3 separate regions of the Mus musculus genome follow, and regions 1 and 3 are each linked to region 2. The links are chromatin contacts, called in public HiChIP or PLAC-seq and promoter capture Hi-C maps. All regions are on one chromosome and are shown on one strand. The core of a region is the stretch at or near the end of the contact, and the rest is flanking DNA. Distances in the headings are between cores, read along the strand shown. Region 1 has its middle 24 kb from the start of Gm40584. Region 2 holds the start of Gpr132 (G protein-coupled receptor 132). Region 3 overlaps Mta1 (metastasis associated 1).

What was found. Promoter capture Hi-C pulls out the DNA fragments that hold promoters and counts their contacts. HiChIP or PLAC-seq counts read pairs in DNA pulled down with a chosen protein or histone mark.
Region 1: a contact with region 2 is called in a promoter capture Hi-C map of pre-B cells, with 3 times the contacts expected there. The contact joins the enhancer-like site here to the promoter of Gpr132 in region 2. A contact is called at or near these places in 3 of 39 promoter capture datasets (embryonic stem cells, pre-B cells and stem cell-derived epiblast-like cells), 3 of 484 Hi-C or Micro-C datasets (B cells, the G1E-ER4 cell line and embryonic stem cells) and 1 of 115 datasets of contacts at active chromatin or transcription factors (embryonic stem cells).
Region 3: a contact with region 2 is called in an H3K27ac HiChIP or PLAC-seq map of regulatory T cell precursor, with 3 times the contacts expected there. The contact joins the enhancer-like site here to the promoter of Gpr132 in region 2. A contact is called at or near these places in 2 of 39 promoter capture datasets (hippocampal neurons and stem cell-derived epiblast-like cells) and 3 of 115 datasets of contacts at active chromatin or transcription factors (large pre-B cells, memory CD8 T cells and regulatory T cell precursor).

The regions. Positions count from the first base shown.
Region 1 is chr12:112,557,911-112,561,874 of GRCm38.p6, forward strand. No RefSeq gene overlaps it. Among named protein-coding and RNA genes, the nearest start is that of Gm40584, 24 kb to the left of the region's middle. Within about 2 kb of position 1,906, at least 31 of the 459 cell types and tissues checked have an H3K27ac peak or open chromatin away from gene starts, as enhancers often do. A contact at or near this core is called in the G1E-ER4 cell line and pre-B cells, where this site is marked.
Region 2 is chr12:112,859,319-112,863,307 of GRCm38.p6, forward strand. It overlaps Gpr132 (G protein-coupled receptor 132), which reads right to left and starts at 1,598. Exons shown (of 3, transcript NM_019925.4): 1 at 1,552-1,598. It overlaps Gm30461 (a long non-coding RNA gene), which reads left to right and starts at 826. Exons shown (of 3, transcript XR_381993.3): 1 at 826-1,333; 2 at 1,801-3,117.
Region 3 is chr12:113,127,966-113,131,860 of GRCm38.p6, forward strand. Mta1 (metastasis associated 1) reads left to right here. Exons shown (of 21, transcript NM_001364622.1): 9 at 67-255; 10 at 2,155-2,229; 11 at 2,569-2,627; 12 at 2,920-3,035; 13 at 3,351-3,502; 14 at 3,608-3,797. Among named protein-coding and RNA genes, the nearest start is that of F930026P19Rik, 10 kb to the right of the region's middle. Within about 2 kb of position 1,351, at least 6 of the 459 cell types and tissues checked have an H3K27ac peak or open chromatin away from gene starts, as enhancers often do. A contact at or near this core is called in regulatory T cell precursor, where this site is marked.

The DNA of each region.
Region 1 (3,964 bases), core at 656-3,155, 300 kb before region 2:
CCTTGGGTACTTTCTCTAGCTCCTCCATTGGGGGCCCTGTGATCCATCCAATAGCTGACTGTGAGCATCCACTTCTGTGTTTGCCAGGCCCCGGCATAGCCTCACAAGAGGCAGCTATATCTGGGTCCTTTCAGCAAAATCTTGCTAGTGTATGCAATGGTGTCAGCGTTTGGAGGCTGATTATGGGATGGATCCCCGGGTATGGCAGTCTCTAGATGGTCCATCCTTTCATCTCATGGCGCTGAGTTTTGAAAGAGTCCCAGTGGCCCTCTCTTCCAGCTGCAGGCAGATCCGGTTAAGCTACTTCTCCAGCACCAAGTCTAACTACATTTTGCCATGCTCCCTGCCATAATGATAATGGACTAAAACTCAAAGTGTAAGCAAGCCCAAATTAAATGCTTTCTTTTTTAAGTGTTGCCAAGTTCGTGGTATCTCGTCACGGGCTTAGCACACTGGGCCCAACAGGAAGAAAGGGCTTATGAGCCTTACACTTAAACATCATCCACCATCACTGAAGTCCGTCAGGACAGGAACTCAAGCAGGGCAGGAACCTGGAGGCAGAGCTGGTGCAGAGGCCTCAAGCTGTGCTGCTTACTGGCTCGCTTCGCAGGACTTGCTCAGCCTGCTTTCTTATAGAACCCAGAACCACCAGCCCAAGGAAGGACCACCCTCCATAGGCTGAGCCCGCCCACATCAGTCCCAAAGGGGTGGGGGGGGGGGGAAGCTCTACGGCTGGATCTTACGGAGATATTTTCTCAGTTAAAGTTTCCTCCTCTCAGATAACTCTAGTTTATGTCAAGCTGACATTAAAAACTACCCAGCACACACTTACACAAAAGATAATTATAAATAAATGCTAAAAATACAAATTCCCATTGAAATGAAAAACTCAGCTGCATGTGGTGGCATGCACCTATAATTCCAGCCCTTTGGAGATTGACACAGAGATCTGACTAGCTTCAAGACTAGTTTGGACCTCTGCTCAAAACAAAAAACGTCAAACTTAGTTTCCATCTCATGTTCGTTAGGATGAAAATGGTCAAGCATACCCTAAAGTGAACGAGCTGTGGTGGCGCACCCCTTTAATCCCAGAACTCTGGAGGCAGAGGCAGGTGGATCTCTGTGAGTTCAAGGTCAGCCTGGTCTAGAGAGTGAGTTCCAGGCTGGCTGGTGTCGTATAATGAGGTGCTATCTCAGAAGAAAGCATCCTAAAACAACAAAGGGTAGAGGGGACTGTTGGTGGGAATAATGGCGTGCAAGCTTCCAAAAACAAAGTAGCAATTAACGGTATATACCCTGTGAGCAAGCAGATAAACTGAAGAAACTGCAGGCAGGGCCCAGGGCAGATACAGAGTCTCACAGCAGGTCAGGAGCCACAAGGGACAATGGTTCTGGTGTCTCCCTGGGGAGGGGACTTCAGTCTACAGAGGAAGGAAACCCTTCCCCTCTACACTTTGAACTTGAGCCCAGGCATTCCCACAGAGAGAGGACGGAGGATAGGCTTGTAGGGCTGAGGGGCAGGGTGCCAGCGAGCTGGGAAACAGGTTACCAGTGGGGGCTGAGGGATAGGAAGCCAATGGGGCTGAGGGGCAGCAAGCCAGTGGAGGAGGGGCGCTGAGAAGCAGGGAATTGTGGGGTTGAGGGTCAGGGTGCCACTGAGGGGGAACTTCCAGTGGGGCAGGGAGGCTAAAGGTCAGGGCACCAGTGGAGCTAGGAGACAGGGAGCTAGGATGCCTAGGTGCATCGCTTCAGTCCCGAGCTGTCCTCCTTAGATCCTTTCTGTCCCTCCAGGCCCCTGTGCCCCCCTGCCAGTGCCCTTACTGCCTCAGTCTTCAGCTTCGCCTCTGAGAAGGGAAAAACAGGTCTCCAGTCCAGCCAAAGCAACAGTGAAACCGGGGAGGAGTTGAACTCTGTCCCTGAACAAGTTACACAAGCTGAAAGCACCTTCCTCTCCCTGAGGCCCTGGGCCAGGAGGTGAGCGTGCTGAATATTCTTAAGTCACTATTAATAACGATAATCCTTCATTGTAAGCTTCCACTTATTATTTATTCTCCTGTTAAATACAGCTACAATCTTAGTGCCTAAGGCCATGTCACTCCCAGGTAACAGATGTTAGGCCCTTCTCTCGCACCCTGGATGTCTCGATCTGTCAGGCAGCAGCCCCTGCTTTGAGTACTCCACAGATACCTGGAGGGAGCCACCCTGCAAACAGCAGCTGCTTGCTACTGAAGCACAAGGCAGCTTCAGGGGACTGCTGGGCCAGCCATCACAAAGCTGGCTGAACTCTTGTTGACAGGACTGTCATTTTCACCCTGGCCAGAGGGAGAGTACTTCCTCAGCTGACCCAGCACAGGGACTTCTGTAATTGGTGGAAGTGTGCAGGTGGAAGTGTGCAATCTGGGATCAGTGCAAACAGAGTGCAGTGCATGGAAGGCTGCTGTGATGGTATACTGAGACCTGCACCCCTGCTCTAGACTGGAGGCTCCCTCATTATGCTGCCCCCTGGTGTTGCAGCATTAGACCTTATAGAAGCCATCACTCAAGTGATGAGAAAATCAGTCTCTCTAATGAAGAATTCCAAACATTCAGGGAGACTCTGGAAATGGAACATGGCTCGCAGTAGGGAGTGAAAGCCCGGAACAGGTCAGCAGCAGAGGATGACCACATGCTGGAGTCACCTGATCAAGGTCAACTGTAGCGTGAATGATTCTGTGTGCTTGGCCCTTTAAAGGATCCCCAGTAGCTAGTCAACTGGCTCTTTGGGAGTGCTTAAGCCATTGGAACTGCTTGACCCTGTTGGCTGCCTCTTGGACTTCTGGGAACTGGAGAGGATAAAAAAGGCAGCAGAGCCTGGAATCGGAGTAGGATCCAGGCGGCAAAAGAGTGGGGTCAGAAAAGACAGTAGGAGCAAAAAGAAGAGCAACTAGGGCAAGAGGGGAGGGGAGGGGAGGGGAGGAGAGGAGAGGAGAGGAGAGGAGAGGAGAGGAGAGGAGAGGAGAGGAGAGGAGAGGAGAGGAGAGGAGAGGAGAGGAGAGGAGAGGAGAGGAGAGGAGAGGAGAGGAGAGGAGAGGAGAGGAGAGGAGATTGCTTAATCAGTAAAAATAGGGATGGTTAAGGCAGGAGGAGCTGCGGGGGGGGGGGGGCTGCGGGCGTGGTGGCGCTCACCTTTAATCTCAGCAGAGGCAGGCGGATTTCTGAGTTCAAGGCTAGCCTGGTCTACAAAGTGAGTTCCGGGACAGCCGGGAATACACAGAGAAACCCTGTCTCGAAAATCAAAAAAAAAAAAAAAGACAGGAGGAGCTGAGCTGAATCAGAGACGGTATTGTTAGAAGAACCCAGGAGGAACCCACAAAGAAGAAAAGCCTCTCTCAACACTGACTGTAGCCTCACAGCCACAGTCTCACAGTACAAGCTCTGTGGTGACTCCCCTCCTCCCCTCTTGGTGGACATGCCATGCAGGGGACATCACACACCAGCTGTGCAGGACTTTTCTAAGCTGCCAGTCACAAAAACCATAAGGAACTGTCTCCACCTAGAAACTCTGAGGAGACATGACAATGAAATATCACATGGCACCTCACGGATGAAGGATGAGCTGTAGTTGGCAGTAGGTCAACAGGTTCCTAAGCAGTGACAGGTGGCATTTGGGGACACTTGGTACAGATCCTGAAAGGTAAGCCACACTGTTTTGAAACTTCTCTGTAATCTAAATTTACTCTAAACTTCAAAGGCTTTTTTTTTGGATTTTTGAGACAGGGTTTCTCTGTGTAACCCTGGCTGTCCTGGAACTCACTTTGTAGAGCAGGCTGGCCTCAAACTCAGAAATCCGCCTGCCTCTGCCTCCCAAGTACTGGGATTAAAGGCGTGCGCCACCACGCCCGGCCAAAGGCTATTTTTAAAAGATTTATTTTATTTATATGAGTACAGTGTAGCTGTCTTCAGACACATCATAAGAGAGCATCAG
Region 2 (3,989 bases), core at 348-2,847:
TTTTTGGGTTGCTTTGATCTTTCACTTTTCCATCCTCCTATGGGCTTCTCTGGGGCCTGGCGGGAGACAGCTCAGTGGTAAAAGTGCTTGTCACACGAGTATAAGGACTTATATTTGGATCCCCAGAACTCACATAAATGCCTAGTTCCTGTAGCAGTCCACCTATGGATTCCAGCCTCAGAAGGTAGAGATGAGATCCCCCCCAGAGCAAGCCAGCTAGCAAGAGTAGCCACATCTGTAGACTCTAGGCTTGAATGAAAGACCCTGCCTCAAGGAAGAAGATGGAAGAGCAACTGGGGATGGTTTGGAACATCAATCTCTGGACTCCACATTCACGTGTGTGTGTGTGTGTGTGTGTGTGTGTGTGTGTGTGTGTGTGTGTGTGTGTGTGTACACATGTGTGCCCATACACATGGAAACACACACACATGCACACATACATACAGAAAGAGAGAGAGAAAGAGGAGAGGAGAGAGAGAGGAGAGAGAAGAGAGGAGAGAGAGGAGAAAGAGAGAGGAGAGAGGAAAGAGAGGAGAGAGAGGGCAGAGGAGAGAGGAGAGAGAGGAGAGAGAAGAGAGAGGAGAGAGAGAAGAGAGGAGAGAGAGGAGAGAGAGGGCAGAGGAGAGAGAGAGGAGAGGAGAGAGAGGTGAAAGGCAAAAAATAACAACAACAACAAAACTTCCTCCTCATTTCTGTCCTCAAACTCAGAACACTGACTCAAATTCAGAACGCCATTTGGCAGGAACCGTTAAATTACTAGTGTCAACTATACATCCTGTATATCTGGGGGCCCATCCCCCACACCACACTTCTCAATAACGCACATTTCAGTTTGACTGATCTCTAAGCTGAGTGCTTGCACCAGCTACTCTTCCTTCCCACCTTCCCTCGGGGTGTCTCCGTTCTCACCCCTCTGCGTGGTTAGCCCCCTAAGACATTGTGCCACGTGCCCTCATTGGTAAGACCATAACAGCTGCTCACAGTCCTCGGTGGCCATGCTGAGCAGTCCATGAGTCTGTCCTCACAAATCTAGTAGAAGTTACAAGATCTCCTCTGACAGGCACTCCAAATGCCTGCCTCAGAGTCGGTTAGTGGCCAGCCCCAGGATCTAGCCTCACGACCACACAGCCTATCCCAGTGGAGCCCCACTGTTCATCCCTCCTCAGAGCCTGCCTCTAACCCTAGGTAACTCCTAGGAAGAGGAACCCCTAGTCCCACCAACCATACTGACCAGGATGCCTCTGTGGTCCTCAGCTCCCTGTCAGAGGAAGTCCAGTCCTTCTACTAGCGTCTGTATCTACAGTTGGGGTAAAGATCTTCCAGAAGCATCCAGGTAGGTTGGGGAAGAGCAGTCTGATATATGCTATTGTCCCTGTGCCCTTACATAGGTGGGCATGGTGCCCCTGAGTCCCTTCTTGGGGACAAGCCTTGGCTAAACACTTGGGGCCAAGCCACACTGTTATGCCATCAAAATCACATTTCTTTCAGAACCACTATGGAGAGCATGGCCCCCCCAGACCCACTCCCCAGATCTAGGATCCACTGACTTACCCAAGCCAGTCCTGAGGCAGCACAGGGCAGGCCCGTCCTGAGGCAGGGCTGAGCACCCCTCTGCAGGCCCAGCTGGGAGGTTTCAGGAAGTAGTGGGAGGGGGTATCTGAGCACGCTCACTCCAAGGAACTCCCCTAACCACAACGCAGGCTAGCGTCAGGCTTACATCACTGTGATGACAATGGGTTGGGATGACAGAAAAACAGCTCCAGACCTGTCTGACCTTGCTCGGATGATGGCTCTTCTCAGGTACCGAGAACTGAAAGATGGAGGCTCAAACGGCTCTTCTGGGCAGCTCCGGGAGGACTGGCCCCCACCTGATCCCGAGTCAGGCAGGACAGGTCACATCACCAGCTCTTTACATCCAGGCCTGGTGCTGGAACACCCACCTGGTACTCTGCAAGCGCTCTACCATGAACCCAACCATCCCGGCCGATCTCTTCCTGGAGGCAGAGCCCTCGGGGGCACACCTCCACCCCAGCTCTGTCTGAGAAACCATCCTTCATTTCGGAACAAAGCCTTTACCCAGGAACTCTACAAGTGGTTTTGCTTGTGAGAGCCACATACAGTAAGTACTGTGCCACATACAGTAAGTACTGTGCCACATACAGTAAGTACTGTGCCACATACAGTAAGTACTGTGCCACATACAGTAAGTACTGTGCCACATACAGTAAGTACTGTGCCACATACAGTAAGTACTGTGCCACAGTACAGTAAGTACTGTGCCACAGTACAGTAAGTACTGTGCCACATACAGTAAGTACTGTGCCACATACAGTAAGTACTTGGCATTACTGTGGCAGCCCCACCGCTGAGGGCTGCTCAGGATGATGGGCACAGCAGCTTCTAGTGGCCCTGGGCTCATACATCTTACACCCAAATGTAACCTGTTTTCTCTGGAAAAAGGCAGGTGGCCACTGCTGGTACCCACCACTAACTTAACCACACTCAGCCCAAAGGCTGGCTCTAGGCTTGGGGGTGTTGGCCCCATCCCTGACAGCTCCCAGAGTCCTCAAAACTGAAGGCAAAGCTGGCCTTGGTAGCCTGTGTTCAGCTAACACTTTCAGAAGCGCTAGCCGACGAAGCCCAGCTTTACAGAGCAGTTTGAAAGGTCATGACCCAGATAGCAGCTCCCTGCCTAAGTCCAAAGACAGACATGCTCTCTGAGAGTCATGCCAGGCTTCAAGGCTGTGAGGCTGGAGGCCTTTCTTTCTCACCCAACCCCTAACAGACATTTACATATTTGTGTGGGTGGCAGTACAGTCCCTAGAAAGCTGGCCCTCAGGGGTGTGGGGCAGACAGCTGGCATGCGGGCCTGAAGATAGTCCATCTTAACTTTCTGAAAGCAGCTGTTCGTGGGCCGTCGCCTTCAAGGAATCTAGTGCACAGTAAGTCCTCCCTGGGCTCTGACCACGATGCCACTCGTACCTGACCTTGGAGGGCAAAGGGGTTTGATGGCTCTGGCACAAGTGGACATGGCCTCCTGCATCCTGATCAGCCTAATCGAGAGCTCTGCCTTCCATTCTCCACAAGGAATAGCAATTGCCTCTTCCGATTCTATAGGTGGGTGTTAGCAACCTTCTCGAGTTCACTAGTTCTTCTTATGGGCGGCGCTGAGCCCTACGCTTGCCTGCCTGCCCTGGAGGCCGCAACATGACAAACCAGACAGGTCTTCAGCATTTAACTTTAACGTGGTTGAAGCTCATTATAAAATGGCCATTTGACCACTCTTCCTTCCTTCCTTCCTTCCTTCCTTCCTTCCTTCCTTCCTTCCTTCCTTCCTTCCTTCCTTCCTTCCTTCCTTTCTTTCTTTCTTTCTTTCTTTCTTTCTTTCTTTCTTTCTTTCTTTCTTCCCTTCCTTCCTTCCTTTCTTTTTTTCTTTCTCTCTCTCTCTCTCTCTCTCTCTCTCTTTCTTTCTTTCTTTCTTTCTTTCTTCCCTTCCTTCCTTTCTTTTCTTTTCTTTCTTTCTTTCTTTCTTTCTTTCTTTCTTTCTTTCTTTCTTTCTTTCTTTCTTTCTTCCCTTCCTTCCTTCCTTTCTTTTTTTCTTTCTTTCTCTCTCTCTCTCTCTTTCTTTCTTTCTTTCTTTCTTTCTTTCTTTCTTTCTTTCTTTCTTCCCTTCCTTCCTTCCTTCCTTCCTTTCTTTTCTTTTCTTTTCTTTTCTTTTCTTTTCTTTCTTTCTTTCTTTCTTTCTTTCTTTCTTTCTTTCTTTCTTTCTTTCTTTCTTTCTTTCTTCCTTCCTTCCTTCCTTCCTTCCTTCCTTCCTTCCTTCCTTCCTTCCTTCCTTTCTTTCTTTCTTTCTTTCTTTCTTTCTTTCTTTCTTTCTTTCTTTCTTGGTTTTTTGAGACAGGGTTTCTCTGTATAGCCCTGGCTGTCCTGGAACTCACTCTGTAGACCAGGCTGGCCTCAAACTCAGAAATCCGCCTGCCTCTGCCTCC
Region 3 (3,895 bases), core at 101-2,600, 270 kb after region 2:
ATGCAGGAAGACACTCCTTAGAGCCTGGGGACAGCCTGGTCCCAGGGGAACCCTGCTGTCTTGCAGTTCCATGCTATGGACACGCTGCACAAGAACATCTACGACATCTCCAAGGCCATCTCGGCCCTCGTGCCCCAGGGTGGGCCAGTGCTCTGCCGCGATGAGATGGAGGAGTGGTCCGCATCAGAAGCCAACCTTTTTGAGGAAGCTCTGGAAAAATATGGGAAAGATTTCACCGACATTCAACAAGATTTTGTAAGTGCTTAAGCAGGTTGGGGGAGTGGCTATCAGGCCCCATCTCTCAATGGCCAGGCCTCTGCCCTCTCAGTCCAGGGATGGTGTGGCTAGCAGTGAACATTGGGCAGGCACAGCAGCTCACTGGAGCTAGGATACTGCTGTGGAGGAGGTTCTCTTGGAAGCATCCTCAAGACTTAACAGTTGCCCAAACTTGTTTTTGGTTTTGTTGTTGTTGTTGTTGTTCTTAAGCTGAACCTCACTCCTGTGTGCAGTTCTAGCAAGTCTTCAGGGTCTTTAATGTGGGAGAGCTGAGTTCTCAGAGGTCCCCCCACCCATACCCCACACCCCAAAAAAACTTCCCAAAAGACTGAATAGTGTTAAACTTGACTAAAAGCCTACAGGCACTCTGGAGTGCATATCTGTTATCTGTATGAGGTGAGGTAGCTGGGCCACCTTCATACAGCCTTGAGGAGGTGGCGTTTCTAGGATCCAGGGTGTAGTAAGCGGACTGTATGGACACTAAGTGGACTCCAATGGACATTGGAGCGCTATGAAAATAGCAAGACTGACTGAGCATGGTGAAACGTGCCTGTAATCCTAGCACTGAGAAGGCTGAGGCAGGAGGATCCAGCCTGGGAAACTGCTACAAACAAACAAGTCAGCTCATTAGCAAACCGGAACCAGGGTGGCAGAGCTGGGAGCATGCAGAGTGCTGATGTAGGCTGGAGGCCTGAAGGGGTGGACCTGGCGGGGGCTCGGGTGCTGGTCACTCCCAGGGCCACAGTACCCACAGCTCAACGACCTGGGGTGCAACTGGATTAAAAAAATACCAACCAAATGACGTGAGCAGAGCCTCTTAGATGAAAGTAGCACTAGGAAGACAGTGATGAGAACTGAGCTGGCAGCTCTGGAGAGTCTCTGTGCTTCTAGACATGGTTCAACAGGTAAACTGAGTCTGTCGGACTCTGGAGAGAAGCTTGCCGGAGAGCAAGGCTGACTGGGCGAGAGGATCGAGTGAACCAGGCACAGAAACAGGGCTCTACCGAACACAGGCAGACTCACCTTTGCATAGCTCATGCCACTCAACACTTCATGAGTCTGCTCACAGGAAATTGTTCGTAGATAAAGCTCAAAGATCTAAAGAGACAATGTTTGCAGGTGACATTTAACCAGCACACAGCCTTTAAAGACTGAAGTTGCCAGCCTTGGTGTGTAGCTCAGTGGGAGAACGCATCCCTTGTATGTAGGACACCCTGGTTCTGATCCCTGCCACTGCCAACAGACCGACCAAACAGTAACTCAGGGGAGAAGACGAAACTTGAGTGATGTAGCTGGTGGCCCAGGGAGCACTGGAAGGAGGCACAGGGTTAGGGGCTTGTAGCTGTGTGCTGAAAGAGAGAAACCTTAGGTGCTTGACACTGGAAAGAAACACATAACGGGAAGGACAAAGAACATGGAAAAGTCGCCCTGGAGCTCAGTAACCCAGAGAAGCGGGAGGTTTGGCGTTCCAGCCAAGGAGTTAAGAATGTGGGCCGTGGGGAGGCCTCTCATTCAAGCCCCTGAGAATGGGTGATTCCAACAAATTCACCCCTCTCTGGTTCTGGAAGCTGAGAAGTCCTGGTTGAGGGACTTGAGCCGATCTTGTCCATACATCTCTGATTCTTGGTAAGAACAGAACCAAGTTATGGTCATCTCCTTCCAGGCATAATGGTAATTGTTTTAGCTTGGATTTTCAGGGAAGAGCAAGGTCAACCAGATACCTGCTATGGTCTTGCTGTGTTTAATGAACACTGGGGGCGGGGTGCCGTTAGTGGGAGACCTGATGTGATACCCAGCACTGCCTCTGCCACTCTTCTCCTTCGCCTGTGTGGGCAGCAGCCCTGTTCTGCCACCCATCGTGTTGCCTTGTCCCCGCAGCTCCCATGGAAGTCGCTCACCAGCATCATTGAGTATTACTACATGTGGAAGACCACCGACAGATACGTCCAGCAGGTAGACCATCCACTCTCGCACCACGCTATCCGTCCTCTCCAATCCCCACATAGCCACATTACATTTGTTCATACTTTCCCAGCGGCCTCCCCTTAAGCCCTAGAGCAAAGAGGAAGGAGCTGGGGTCACTAGAGGACTCACAGACTGGGAGGAAGGGACATTCCTCACCCTTAGCCAGCCTGGTACCCCCACTTCCTGGGCCTAGGTTGGCCAGGGAGGGCCATGCAAGTTTTCCCTAAGGATGCCAGTGATGGAGAAACAAATGGTGACCCCTCCCTGTGGCCTCCCAGCTTCCCTGGCCAGCCTGGTGACCTCCCTCACCCTCTGTTTTGTTTAAAGAAACGCTTGAAAGCAGCTGAAGCTGAGAGCAAGTTAAAGCAGGTTTATATTCCCAACTAGTAAGTCCTATTTCATGTTCCTGGGGCGGGTCAGGGTGGGCGGTGGGTGTAGGACTCCAGGTTTGGCAGCCTCCAGAGTTGAGCTGAAGAACCTCTGCCACCCTTCTCATGAGCTTGCTCCACTGGGGAGGAGGGATCAGGATTTAAGCTTTTTTGGCTCAGGAGTTAATCTGGGTTTAGTGCTAAGCATTTTGGGCTATGGCAGCTGAAACACAGTGGACAGAGGAACAGGGATGTCTGTGGGGATCCAGACACCCCAGGGCACCTGTGACTGATCCCTCTCCTCCATCAGTAACAAGCCCAACCCAAACCAGATCAGCGCCAGCAGTGTCAAGGCCACTGTAGTGAATGGCACAGGGACACCAGGCCAGAGCCCCGGGGCCGGTCGGGCCTGCGAGAGCTGTTACAGTAAGTGCTGTCCCGGCTGGCACCCACCCTGGGCAGCAGGGGCCACGGGAATGGATGCTACTGTGTGGCCCCTGAAGGCTCCTGCGCCCAAACCTGGAATGACTCACCATAGTGGGGCTGCAGTGGTGGTGGTGGTGGCGGCGGGGGGTGGGATGGGGTAGTTTGGAAGAGTTCCTCAGGAGTATGAGGTTGGCCTCCTTTGGTCCTGAGCCAGGAGTTGGGGTGGCTGTGGTGGCGGTGGGGACACTGTGGGATGCTCTCTGCACCGTTGGTCCTGCTTAAGAATCCGTCTATTTCCAACTTTGTTGTCCGTAGCCACACAGTCTTACCAGTGGTATTCTTGGGGTCCCCCTAACATGCAGTGTCGCCTCTGCGCATCTTGTTGGACATATTGGAAGAAATATGGTGGCTTGAAAATGCCAACCCGGTTAGATGGAGAGAGGCCGGGACCAAACCGCAATAACATGGTAAGTGGGACACACCATACTGATCTGCCACCTGCTGCATGTCAGCCTCGGGTCCTTGGCTTCCAGTCACAGTGCTATATTGGGGCACCGTGCCCCATTCCACAGAGTCCCCATGGCATCCCAGCTCGGAGCAGTGGGAGCCCCAAGTTTGCCATGAAGACAAGGCAGGCCTTCTACCTGCATACTACCAAGTTGACACGCATTGCCCGGCGCTTGTGCCGTGAGATCCTACGCCCATGGCATGCTGCCCGCCACCCCTACATGCCCATCAACAGCGCAGCAATCAAGGCTGAATGTGAGTCTTCCCCTGTTCTCTTTCTTGGGCCTAGCAGGAGCCACACTCAGGCAGAGTGTCCAGGTTGGGGTACAGGTTCTTGGGGAACATGGTTCTTC